2 separate regions of the Sus scrofa genome follow, and region 2 is linked to region 1. The links are chromatin contacts, called in public Hi-C maps. All regions are on one chromosome and are shown on one strand. Each heading gives the region's core, a stretch centred on a gene start, on an enhancer-like site or on the middle of the called end of the contact. The rest is flanking DNA. Distances are from core to core; before and after follow the strand shown.

Region 1 (6,256 bases), core at 1,941-4,440:
CAATTCAAAAAGATATACACACCCCTATGTTCATAGCCACACTATTTACAATAGCCACAACATAGAAAGAACATAAATGCCCTGATGAATGGATAAAGAATATGTGGTGTGTATATACACACAATGGACTACTACTCAGCCATAAAAAAGAATGAAATAATGCCATCTGCAGGAACATGGATGGACCTAGATATTATCATACTAATGAGGTGAAACAGAGAGAGAAAAATATGACATCACTTATAAATGGAATCTAAAATATGACACAGGAGCTCCTGCTGTGGTACAGTTTAAGATTAGCAGATGCAAACCATTATATATGCAAACCTATATATATATAGGATGGATAAACAACAAGCCCCTACTTGTTGGGACTACACTCAAGAGCCCCACTCAATATCTTATAATAAACTATAATGGGAACTATATTCAATATCTTGTAATAAACTATAATGGAAAAGAATGTGAAAAATAATATATATTTTTAATTAAATCACTTTGCTATGCAGTAGAAATTAACACAACATTGTAAATCAACTCTACCTCAATAAAATATTTTTTAGAAAAACTAAAATGTTGAGTTCCTGTTGTGGTTCACTGGGTTAAGATCCCAATATCCATGAGGATGCAGGTTCAATCCCTGGCCTTGCTTAGTGGGTTAAGGATCTGGTGTTGCTGTGAGCTGTGGTGCAAATCACAGATGTGCCTTAGATCCCATGTTGCTGTGGCTGTGGCATAGGCTGGCAGCTGCAGTTCAGATATAACCCTGAGGTGGGAACTTCTAGATGCCACAGGTGCAGGCCTAAGAAGCAAAAAATAAATAAATAAAATAAAATGTTGTCATAGTTCAAAAAAAAAAAAAAAAAAAGAGAGAGAGAGAAAGGAAAAACCCCTACCTATTTCATGGAGTTGCAAAATGTCCCTCAATTTGGATTTGTCTGATGTTATGTGAATTATGTTTTTCTGTTTTGTACAATTCTCATATTGCCTGAGTGTAAAAATTATAAACGGCGTTCATAAGTGCTTGTTTCAATGCTGGACAAACAGTTCCCAAATGTGGCAGTTTTATTTTACTATCACTCTCTGCTCATCCTCTAGAATATGCCGTGGGTGTGACCCTAAAAAGACAGAAAGACAAAAATAAATAAATAAATAAATAAATACAATGTTAATAATCTTAGAATTTCTGTATTGAATCGATGACTGTCAATTTCCTGGATTTGCTCAAATGAAAGAAACAGAAAAAGAAAAGGAATAAACCAGAGGATCGAATTACAATAGCTGGTGAGAAAAAGGGAACAATGGCTAAATGGGAGTTGGATGGGAAATGAATGATGTACATCTGTAACTATGGACATGTTCTAATTACATTTTGAAAGCCTTGAGTGGTTTGGATTACAAGAATCCAATTCAATCCTGAACACATGGAAATTTTCCCTTAAAAGAGTAAACAAATACTGACCTCTAACATGAACTAAGGTATTCCTGGGGTGAAGTGTACTAAGGTCTGCGTAAATAAATAAATAAGATGGTTTGATGGAAGAAGAGAGGAAATGATACAGCAAATATGGCAAAATGTTAAGGGTAGAATACAGTCAGTGAATATACCAGTGTTTGCTCTTTCTATGTTTCTTTCTACTTTTCTGTAAGTTCGAGAAAGTTTTCACAATAACAACACTGGGTTAAAAAAAATAGGAGTTCTTGCTGCAGCGCCGGGATGCAGTTTTGATACCCCACCCAACACGGAGCCAGTGGTGTAAAACGCTAGAGCAGCTCTGATCTGATCCCTGACCCAGGAACTTCCATATGCCGAGTGGCGGCCCAAACAAAAAAAAAAACAAAAACAAAAACAAAACACCCCAAACCCAAACAAACCAAAAAAAAAAAAAAAAAACCCACAACAACAAACGATGTGACAGGGCCACGAAAGTGTTTGAAGAGAAGGCATTCGCTGTTGGCTCAGAAAACCTCAGAGCCTCCCACCACCCCTTATCAGAAGCCTGAGGCAGCCTGGCCGGCCTCCAAGCCCTGGCGCTGAGAATCTGCCCCATCTCTGCCCGGATCGCCTCCTGCTACCCTGGTCTCAGATCGTTCTCAGCACAAACTCCATCACCTGGTTCCCAGATCTCAGATTGCGCAGTGGTCACGTCATCATCGACCAGGGCTCACAGTTACAGCGGCAGAGGCATCCCTAACCTCCCTCATCCCTAGCCTAACCAGCTGCCCCTCCTCTTCCCCCCAACCCCCGTTCCCGGCCCCCACCTCGCCAGTCACGTATTATAATCCTCTCAGGCTCCAGGCCAGCAGCAGCGCTGCCAAGCCATGGGGCCCAATCATATAAGGAAAATACTGCGGCTTCATTCGGGGCCTGCAAAGTGGAACAGGGGGCGCCTCCGCCCTAAAACAGTCGCTACACTCCTAGGGCGCAAACCTCCCCGCCCCCTCCCGGGACCTATTTCCCCTCCCCCGCCCAGAGGCCTAGGCCTTTGCCAGCGGTCTGGGCAGTGGCCTACCCAACCTGCAAAATGGGCTTAGCCAATCCCCCCTCGCCATCTTCCACGCTCCGCCCATTCGACTTCCGGCAGCGCCGCACCAACTGATCTTCAGCTTTTGCGGAAGGTGGGGCAGGTTTATAAAGGCTGGGAAGAGAATGGATAGGGTAGAGTCAAATTATTTTTTTTTTCCCCCTGGGGGAATAGAGAATGGGAGTTTCCGTTGAGGAAATGAACCTGACTAGTGCCCATGAAGATAAGGTTCATTCCTGGCCTCGCACACTCAGTGGGTTAAGGATCTATAGATAGCAAATGGGGCTAGGATCTAGTGTTGCTGTGACTGTGGATAGGCCGGCAGCTGCAACTCGGATTGGACCCCCTAGCCCGGGAACTTCCGTATGACGTGGCTGTGGCCCTAAAAAAAAAAAAAAAAAACCACACAGAGATAAAGTCCTAAAAACGATGTGAGGGAAAAATCCGCTCACGAGGACCCTAGTCCCAGTGCCTCCGCCCCCACCCAGTCCTGTGGGATGGCGCTTAGAGGGCTGAGAGTTCCAAAGCGGCGGATAACTGGCTGGGTGCCCAATGTGTGAGAAGGCAGGGGCGCGGCCCTGCTGGCACCGCCCCCTCGCTCCTAAAGTCTGCAGGACCTCGCGCGGCCGGTCTGCATCGAGGAGGACCCTACGCTGCAGCCACCATGGCTCTGCTCCGAGGTGAGCGCCTCCGGCCCTTGTGGTCTGGTCTAGGAGGGAATCTGCGTCGCCTGCACAGAAAAGGGGACTTGGAAGAAATGCAACGCCGAAAGCATTGTTTGGGTTCAGGAGAAAACATACTTGTAAGGCACTGTTTATAGTAACCTCTGCAACTTCCAGTTGAGAGGACAGTTTGCTCACTTCCGACCTTGAAGGTCATTTTTCGTCTCCGCGGGGTAGTGACTCACCCTGTGGTTCAGCGATCTGGGAGGCGGCGGAGCCTGCTCAGTAAGCCGGGGCCAGAGGAGTACCTTTCAGATGAACCCGGTGGGCTCGGCCTTGGTCAAGGCGTGGGCAAGACTTGGGGGAAGTATGGATGTTTTTTTGGGGTGTCCAGGAAATTTCTGCCGCAGTGACCGTCTCCTCTAACATGCTTGTTAGCGTTCTGTTGGAGAACCTGACCTAATCCCCCTTTCCCTTCCATTTCTTTTGAGTGACTCCAGAAACCAGAAACGTGTAAATCACTGAAGACGTAAATTCTGTAGTTTTGGTTTTTTTGTTTTTTGTTTTTTGTTTTTTTACTGCACCCAGAGCGTGCAGAAATTCCTGGGCCAGGGACGGAACCCGAGCCACAGTAGTGACAGCGATCAGTCCTTATCCATTAGGCCACCAGGGAACTCCTATGGTTATTAACTTAAAAAATTATATGAACTCTGCTTTTCATAACAAATGGTCACAGTAAATGGAATTTTAAAAGTTCATCCTTGTAGTTCCTGACATGAACCCGACTAGTATCCATGAGGACTTGGTTCCATCCCTGGCCTCACTCAGTGGGTTAAGGATCTGGAGTTCCCATGAGCTGTGGTGTAGGTAGCAGATGCTGCTGGCTGCTCGGATCTGGCATTTCTGGGGCTGTGGTGTAGGCTGGCAGCTACAGCTCTAATTTGACCACTGGTCTGGGGGCATATGCTGAAAGTGTGGCCCCAGAAAGACAAAAGAAAAGAAAAGCTCATGCTTATTTTGTGTCCTTTGAAGAACCTTCCGATAGAACAGTTTATGTATATTAAAAATGACTTCAGGTCTCATGTTTGAGGAATTGTGTTCATGATGGTACTGCTTATAGAGTGAGAAAAACTGAGGAGACTTAACTTGGAAGAGAATATTGAGCCGCTCAAGTGCAGATGACAGGTAGGCAGTTGGAAAGGGGTATCTGGGGCTCAGAAAAACCTAAATGACCTGTGAACAGTGCAAGTGAAAAATGGGATTTCCGAAACAAAATGTTTCCTATAATTGGATTTAATTTTTCAGTGCTCTTTCCAACTCTGAATTTAATAAAGCAGCATATTGACTTTTTTAGATGAGTTATGCAAAAAACCCAAATCATGTAAAAGCTGCATTATCATCAGCTATCTTCTTTAAAAGAAAATAGTATTTTTGTTGATTTCTCTATTTTTATTTTTTATTTTATTTTATTTTATTTTTTTTTTTGTCTTTTTGCCATTTCTAGGGCCACTCCCACGGCATATGGAAATTCCCAGGCTAGGCGTCTAATCGGAGCTGTAGCCACCGGCCTACACTACAGCCACAGCAACGCCAGATCCGAGCCACATCTGTGACCTTTACCACAGCTCACAGCAGCACTGGATCCTTAACCCACTGAGTGAGGCCAGTGATCGAACCTTTGTTCCACATGCTCATCAGCACTTGGTGTTGCCAGTGTTTTTGATTTTAGACACTGTAATAGTTGTCAGATGGCATCCCATTGTTTTAGTTTGCATTTACCTAATGACATAAGATAAAAGATAATCAAGCCTCCTTTTTTTTTTTTTTTTTTACTTTTTTGGCCACCCTGTGGCGTATGGAGTTCCTGGGCCAGGGAGCAGATCCAAGCTGCAGTTGCAACTCATGCCACAGCTGCATCAGTGCCAGATCCTTTAACCCACTGTGCCAGGCCAGGAACCTGCATCCTGGTGCTGCAGAGATGCTGCCAATCCCATTGTGCCACAGTGGGAATTCCAAGCATTTTTTTCATATGGTTGTTTGCCATTTGTATATTGTCTTTGGTGAGCTATCTGTTCAATTTTTCACTCATTTTTTTTTAAACTGGGTTATTTGAGTTTCAAGAGTTCTTTGTGTATTTTAGATACCAGTCGTTTATCAAATAAGTGATGACTGGACCATTTGGGTAGAGCATGTTTAGTTTTAGTTGTGAAAGAAACTGCCACACTCTCTTCCAATCTGTGCCATTTTGTATACCTGTGATAAAGGTGATCTGCTGTTGCCCATTTTATTCTAGGAGTAAAGTATAACAGGAAAAGATAAAGTTCTTTGAAATTTGTAAATTGAGTCATCCTCTGACTCAAGAAGCAATGGCATATATATAATTCAAATTTGAAGCAATGTATATTCTAGAAGAAATATATTGTCTGACTTTGGGATGCATTTGGATAGAACTAGAATCGGTAAATAGAAGACTTGGTAAACTGTGCCTGCTCAGTATGAGAAAAATCATTAGTTTATGTTGTCCATTCATGGGCGTTCATGGGCATCACAGTATGGCACATACCTTCTTCTGGAAGGTTTTTTAGCAGAGGTTAGAGAGGACTTCTTGTCAGGAATATTCTAGAGGGGGAGTTGTCCCTCAGACAACTTTAAGGGACCCTCTAGTTTGGAAGATTCTTTGATTCTATAACTAGGCAATATATTCCAGCAAATAGAAGAAACATTTCCATCTTAAATGTCTCTAGCATTGTAAATCATCAGAGGACAAGCATGCCATCTAACCAGAATGGATTTACTTCATAGGATATGGTGCAGTTCTTGGTGCTAGCAGGTAGATATCAAACAAAATGATAACTCTTAGGACCACTTTTCTATAAGTGTGACCCATTCTATGTATTATTATGCGACAGAGATTTTCTGTTATCTAATTGAAAGTTGTACTTTATAATAAGGTTCACAGTGAAGTTATTTAAAACATGTTAGGGACACTGACTAATCTCTTCATTGCAATAGGTGTGTTCATCGTTGCTGCTAAGCGGACACCCTTTGGAGCTTTTGGAGGTCTTCTGA
Region 2 (6,256 bases), core at 2,092-4,591, 130 kb before region 1:
TCTGCAGTGAAGGGATAGACCGGGGGTGGGGTGGGGGGTAGGGGGCAGGTAACGGGGCAGCAGGCCCGCAGCTCTCTAAAACACAGCTGAGAGGAAGTGAATTCTGTGTGTTTCTGAGTCTCTGCGGCCCCCATGCAACACACTGACCATCCTAACGGCAGGATCAGCCAAGAGCATCAGATGCGTTTGTGCTGCTGGCTGTGCTCCAAGTGCAGGGCTCCTCGCAGCCTGCCCTCTGGCACGTGTGCTGGCCCTGTGGAGCTCACAGCAGCTGACCAGCCCAGCGCCAGGTGTGCTACAGGGACATGGGGTCTGACCCTCACTGCGCTTCCCTGGGGCAAGTCTACTGGAGCTCACAGGGTATGAGGAACTTGATTCTTGAGCAGAAGATCCAGAATGTGAACCTGGTTCCATTGAATATGAATCTGAATCGGTAACCCTTTGGCCGCCAGCCCTGGGTGAGCAGTTTAGCAAAGAAGGTTAGACGTGTGCAGAAATTAATACAAACTGATGGTTGTGCCACATGTTTGTTGCCAGTGTGTGGCTTTTTGAGGCTGTGGCACAGATGAGACTCCCAGGAATAGATGGGGCAGTGGTCCTCAGGCTTGTTTCCCAGAAGAGGAGACAGGCTAGGCCAGGTGGCATGAGTGCCATCCCCAGTGCACTCAGCTTGGTGGTGGCAGAGCTGGAACAGGAGCCAAGGGCCTCATGCACCATCTCCCAAGTTCTGACTACTAATGACATCGTAGAGGTCCTATGACAGCAGCAAGAGCCAGAGTTCCCATTGTGGCTCAGAAGTAACAGACCCAGCTAGTATCCATGAGGACACAGGTTTGATCCCTGGCCCAGTTCAGTGGGTTAAGGATCTGGTGTTGCTATGAGCTGTGGTGTAGATCACAGATGCGGCTTGGACCAGGAACTTCCATATGCTGCAGGTATGGCCCTAAAACAAAAACAAAAACAGGCAGCAGGAGCCTCTCTTATTGGCAAAAGAAAGTTAAGATCAGCTTGTTCTCAAGGCAGCGTGTCTCCTGGCTTTGGGTTCAAATGTGGCCCCCACTGTGAGCAGCGTGACCTCCAGCTGGATCAGAACTGGACCTGTCTCCTCAGGTCATTGTGAGGAATAGGGCCGACCCTAGTGAAGCATGTTGCACTGCCTGGCATGCAGTAAGTGTGGAATGAATACTGGCTGCTACATGTGTTAAATGGCTATTTTTCAGTACGATCAGATTCCTGTCCCATCTAGGAATTGTCTTATTTGTGGGTGTGAGAAGGCGCTAGATATGGTTTAACGCATTGGCAAATGAAAGCATAAATCAACAAAGAAGGCACAGCCCTACACATCAGGAGACCTGGCTTCTAGAAGCAGCTCTGCCACTGGTCATGACCCCCAGCCTCTCTCGTATTCTTTTCACACCTGCAAGGTGAGGCGGCTGGCTTGGTTCTTGGGCAGGGGTTCTCGGACCTTGCACAGAACCCTGGGCTGTCACCCAGCTATAGTCTACATGGAGGGTAAGAAATATGTGAGCAGTAAACTCACAGCACAAACCCAGAGTTAATCCTGGAGGCAGAATTCCTAGAACCCAGTGTTCAGGTCTATTTCCTTTATTAAATGTATCACTTAACTGGTGATTACTTTCAGCGTATTATAGTCAAGATTGGCTGTTATCTACCTATTGTGTGTCCTCTAAAAATGCTGATTCAATTCCCAAATTATCTCCCACAGTCCTCGCCCTGTTGTTTGCTTTTGGTGATGCCGCCTGTGAGGAGGGGGTGAATTGGTCATCTCGCCATCATGTCTTCGTTTGTGTCACTTTGCTGAGAAGTCCCTGGGCGCCAAGCATCTCACCTGGTGCTGCGGTGGGGCAGACTAAACACGTGGTCACTTCCCTCTGGGACTTTACAGTGTAGACTTACCCCTCTCGTTGCCTTGTGGATTTGCTCCCTCCTCTCTGGTGGCAATGATCCTGTCCCAGACCAAGAGCCGAAGTGCAGAAACCTGGTGCCTGTGCCCCCTGGCTCCAGGGGCTCTTGGAGCTGTCTCCTAGGCACTTCCAGGGTCCTAATTCTGCCCACCTCTGACCACAGTCTTTATCTGCATCCCAGGAGGAGGAGGGGGTGGCCAAGTCAGAGGGCTTCTAATGAAAATTTATTCAAGCAGTGAAGTCCAAGAAGATCGCTCATAGTCTTATCAGTAATTAACTTCCTGAAAAGGAGCCTTTAACTTCCTTAACTCCTTGCCTTCTATTACGTTGGAACAGGTGGCTCCCAGAATGGCCCAAAGAGTCTTCCACAACTTCTCCCCAACCTTCTCCAGACCTTTTCTAGGTCTCTCTGCTTCTTGTCATGACAGCAGTTGATCTTAAACCTCCCTATCCCCAGATCATTTGCAATTACTTTCTGTTATGACTGGGGAGAAATTGTATAGAAAAGGCCAGAGATCAAGTAGGGGTAATAGTGGTAAGATAAATAAAAAGAAAGGGGCTAATGTTTTGCCTTTCTAAAACTTACAGAGAATCTACTCTAGGACAGTATGCAGTAGTATAGTTCATTCTACCAGAGGTTTGTCTCAGCAAGGAGATTCTTGGGAGCTTTGGGGCAGATATGGATGCTTTTATTGAAAACATGCTATAGGACATTTATTTCTGCTAATATTTTGACGTGGAAGCAGTCCCCAATCCCAGACCAGCTATGCTCAAGAATGAGGAATAAGATAAAGGCCCAAGGCCAGGGGGTGCTGCATTTGGCCTTGATCTCCTGTCCTCCAAGTGAGGTCAGGCTGGCCCGCCTGCCCGCGCAGCCCCATGGATCTGCACCCCCCATGTCATCCCCTGTTGGTTCCGTGCAATCGATGCTGCTGCTGTGTCCCTGCTTGGCTGCTCCCCTCGGCCATGTCTGTCTGTGGCTCTTACCTGGGGGCACTGACTCGAGTGCACCCCAGTCACCTGCACTCCTCTCCCCGTGCAGGTTGCTGGAGGCCCAGCTGCAGGCCCAGAGCCGTGAGCATGAGGAGGAGGTGGAGGGTCTCAAGGCCCAGGTGGAGGCCCTGAAGGAGGAGCTGGACAAGCAGCAGCAGACCTTTTGCCAGACGCTGCTGCTCTCCCCAGAGGCACAGGTGGAGTTCGGCGTCCAGCAGGAGATATCCCGGCTGACTAACGAGAACCTGGTGCGTACCGTGCCCCACAGGGTCCAGCTCAGGGAGGTCACATTCTGGAAGAGGTGGGGTTCAGGAATGGCCTTTCACCAAATGGTCAAGGTTAAAGTCCTTAGCTCTGTGCAAGAACAGAGAATCTGGAAACTTCCAGTCAGGAAGAGTTTATAGAGATAAATACTTATCTGTTAATATACAACCCCAAACCACTTGCTTAGAACAGTACCCCATTTTACCAGTCACGAGTTCTGGCAGGGCTCAGTGGGGGTGGATCTTCTCTGCCCCAACTGATTGGCTGGGGCTGGAGGAAGCAAGACAGCCCCATCCTGGATCTGAGGCCTCAGTTCCCTCCACCTGGTCTGCTTTCCCAATGCTCCTTGTCTTTCATTGGACCACCCTGAGCTGCTTCCTGTGGCAGCTGGCCTCCAGGAGGATGAGCTTGGAGGCCTCCAAAGGTCTAGTCCCAGAACTGGCTCAGGGCACTTCTGCCACAGTCTCTTGATCAAGACAAATCTAGCCAGGTTGAGTGGTGGGGGCAGACTCCTCCTTTTGCTTGGGGGGGGGGGTGGGTAGCAGGAGGAATTGTTGGTGGCTGTCCTTGCAGACAGTCACCAGGGGAGCCCTGGCAGATGCCGGAGAAATGGCAGAAAGTCTCTGTCCTCAGAGAGCTAGCAGGCCAGTAGGGAAAGCAGAGCATGTGAAACAAAAAGAAAAAGAAGACGCTGTTTCCAAAAATCCAGTTCTCCATGGGATTAATATGTATGCAGAAAAAGAATAGTCAGGAGACTTGAGCTGCGGCAGGAGGCATGAAAGGGATGTCACCCATGTGAATGGGCAGAGGAGGGAGCAGGAAGGGAGCCCATAGTTTCCTGAGATCCCACAATGGATGGTTGCTTCTGTCATCTGCATCCCTCCTAGTCACAGAGTCTGTAATGGTCATGGAGCTCCCTCTACCCCTCTCTCTGCCACGGAGAACCACTACCAGGCTGGAACAGGGTGGCTTTAATGCTTTAATGCATCTCGGGTCCCAGGGGGCTGATTTTCTCCATGTGGTGGTGGTTGCTAGGAATTAGGCAGCCACGCAGGGGCCCAAGCCTTGAGCCTGTTTTGCTTCTGTGCCCCAGGTAACCTCACTGGCCTGCGGCCTCCCTGTTGCCCTTGCGTGCCTTCACTTGTCCGCTCTTTCCCAGGGCACCGCCCATCCTCCTGGGGACACGAGGCTGAGGGTCTCCTGGGGGGTTTGTCATGGCAGCCCAAGGAGGCTTGGCCCAGAGAACTGTGGGTTCGGCTGCCTGAGCAGGAGGAGTCTTTGGTCTAGACCGGGGGAATGCTCTGAGCCATTGCGTGCTTCGTGGGTCCAGTCGGGGGAGCAGTGAGCTGTGTGGAGCTGGGCCCCCACATTTTCCCAGAGCCTGGCCTCCTCGATGGCTGCCTGTGAGCCACACTCGGCCCCGATGCCACCCCGGCCCTCCAGGGCATGATTAGATCTGTCCTCACACTGCTTCCTTCTGCTTTTAGGACCTTAAAGAACTGGTGGAAAAGCTGGAAAAGAATGAGAAGAAGCTCAAAAAGCAATTAAAGATTTACATGAAGAAAGTCCAGGACCTGGAAGGTAGGGCGTGAGTGCGTGAGTCACAGGCATGCTCAACCACCCTTGGTGGGGGCGGGGGGACGGCCACCCCCCAGGCCCTTCCACTTCCCCACCTGGTGCTACCCCTGCCCAGTGCAGTCCCTGACAGAGTCACAGAGTGCCCCCCGTCTCAGAATCTGCACTACACATGTGACCTCAGCAGGCATTTGGGTGCACTGACTCCAAGCTCTGAGGGACAGCAGCGGAGGCAGCGGCCCTGTGGTCCTATCCTCTAGGGGCTTGGAGCTGGGAGGCAAAACCCTCCAGTGTGAAAGAATAATATGTAACACAAAGCCCCAAACCACAGGGCCCTGCTCCATGTTCTGGTGGTCAAGAAGGAGAGAGGTCAGTTGTGGGTAAAACTTTCCAACTGGAATCTGCCTCAGAGAGGTCAGGCAGGGATTTAAATCCATCTTCCAGAAACACACAGAATGTTCTTTCTCTGACTTCCTCACTGCAGATCTAATCATGTCATTCTCTGCCTTCCTCACTGCAGATCTAATCATGTCATTCTCTGCCCCTCTTTGCATATCCCACCTTGCTGGGGTCCCTCTCGTGGTCCCCTCACCACCTGGACCCCCTCATCTTTCCACCTCAGCTCCAGAGCCAAAATGTCCCCAGGGTTCCAGTCCCCTCTTTCACTGTCCTAACACCACCTCCTGTGGGTCACCACTCCCATCACAGGTATTGTTTGCTTGTTTGATCACCTGCTTTTGTCCACCAGCTGCCCTAGGTGAGGCTCTAGGAGCTCAGGCCTGGCACCTGTCCAGCCTTGGGCCATTGCACGCCTCTCTCCGTCTTTTGATTTCTCTTCTCTGTTTCTGGACTTCCCATTGTCCTGTCACTGAGGCTTTTTCTTCTCCTGATCCTCCACTCTCCCCTCCCTCCTTCTATCCCTGCTCCTCCCCTCCCCCTCCGTCTCTCCCCATCCTCTTTCCTTTCTTACAGCTGGGAAGGAAGAAATAGCACCCAATAGGGTGTTTGTACATCCTGCACCTCATGGCCTTCCCAAGTTTTCTCTGGTCCAGAATCTGCCCATTGCCATTTTGGGGGTTTCCTTGGCCCCTGTCCTTCGTGGACACCAGTGCCCAGTGCTGAGCCCCTCTGGGCACACTGGGAGTACAGCCCAGGCTGCAGGGGCAGACCATGTAAGAGAGTGTGGGAGCTCAAAGAACCAGACCCAGGCCCAAACCCCACCCACCTGAGATGAGCCCCCTACCCACCCCCTGGGGGAACCTGAGTCTGGAGGTCTCAGTTCGTGCCCCATCTCTTTCCTGCTCAGCTGCCCAGGCACTGGCGCAGAGTGAGAAGAGGCGCCACGAGCTCAACAGGCAGGTCACCGTGCAGCGGAAAGAGAAGGACTTCCAGGGCATGTTGGAGTACCACAAGGAGGACGAGGCCCTGCTCGTTCGGAATCTGGTGACAGGTCAGGCCTCTGCTGCCCCTCACCCCCACCCTCCTGCACAGCCCGCATC

Evidence for each region. Hi-C and Micro-C count contacts between places; a contact is called where the count stands out from the background.
Region 2: a contact with region 1 is called in a Hi-C map of liver, with 4 times the contacts expected there. The contact joins the enhancer-like site here to the promoter of ACAA2 in region 1. A contact is called at or near these places in 3 of 5 promoter capture datasets (fetal liver and liver) and 7 of 47 Hi-C or Micro-C datasets (heart right ventricle, liver, retroperitoneal adipose tissue and 1 more).

What each region holds. Positions count from the first base shown.
Region 1 is chr1:99,307,693-99,313,948 of Sscrofa11.1, reverse strand. It overlaps ACAA2 (acetyl-CoA acyltransferase 2), which reads left to right and starts at 3,190. Exons shown (of 10, transcript NM_001167638.1): 1 at 3,190-3,205; 2 at 6,200-6,256. The coding sequence starts at 3,190. LOC102158467 (a long non-coding RNA gene) reads right to left here and starts at 2,615. Exons shown (of 3, transcript XR_002344322.1): 1 at 2,519-2,615; 2 at 897-1,118.
Region 2 is chr1:99,433,041-99,439,296 of Sscrofa11.1, reverse strand. MYO5B (unconventional myosin-Vb) reads left to right here. Exons shown (of 39, transcript XM_021093027.1): 30 at 2,968-3,166; 31 at 4,670-4,763; 32 at 6,064-6,207. Among named protein-coding and RNA genes, the nearest start is that of ACAA2, 130 kb to the right of the region's middle. Within about 2 kb of position 3,341, at least 3 of the 83 cell types and tissues checked have an H3K27ac peak or open chromatin away from gene starts, as enhancers often do. A contact at or near this core is called in fetal liver and liver, where this site is marked.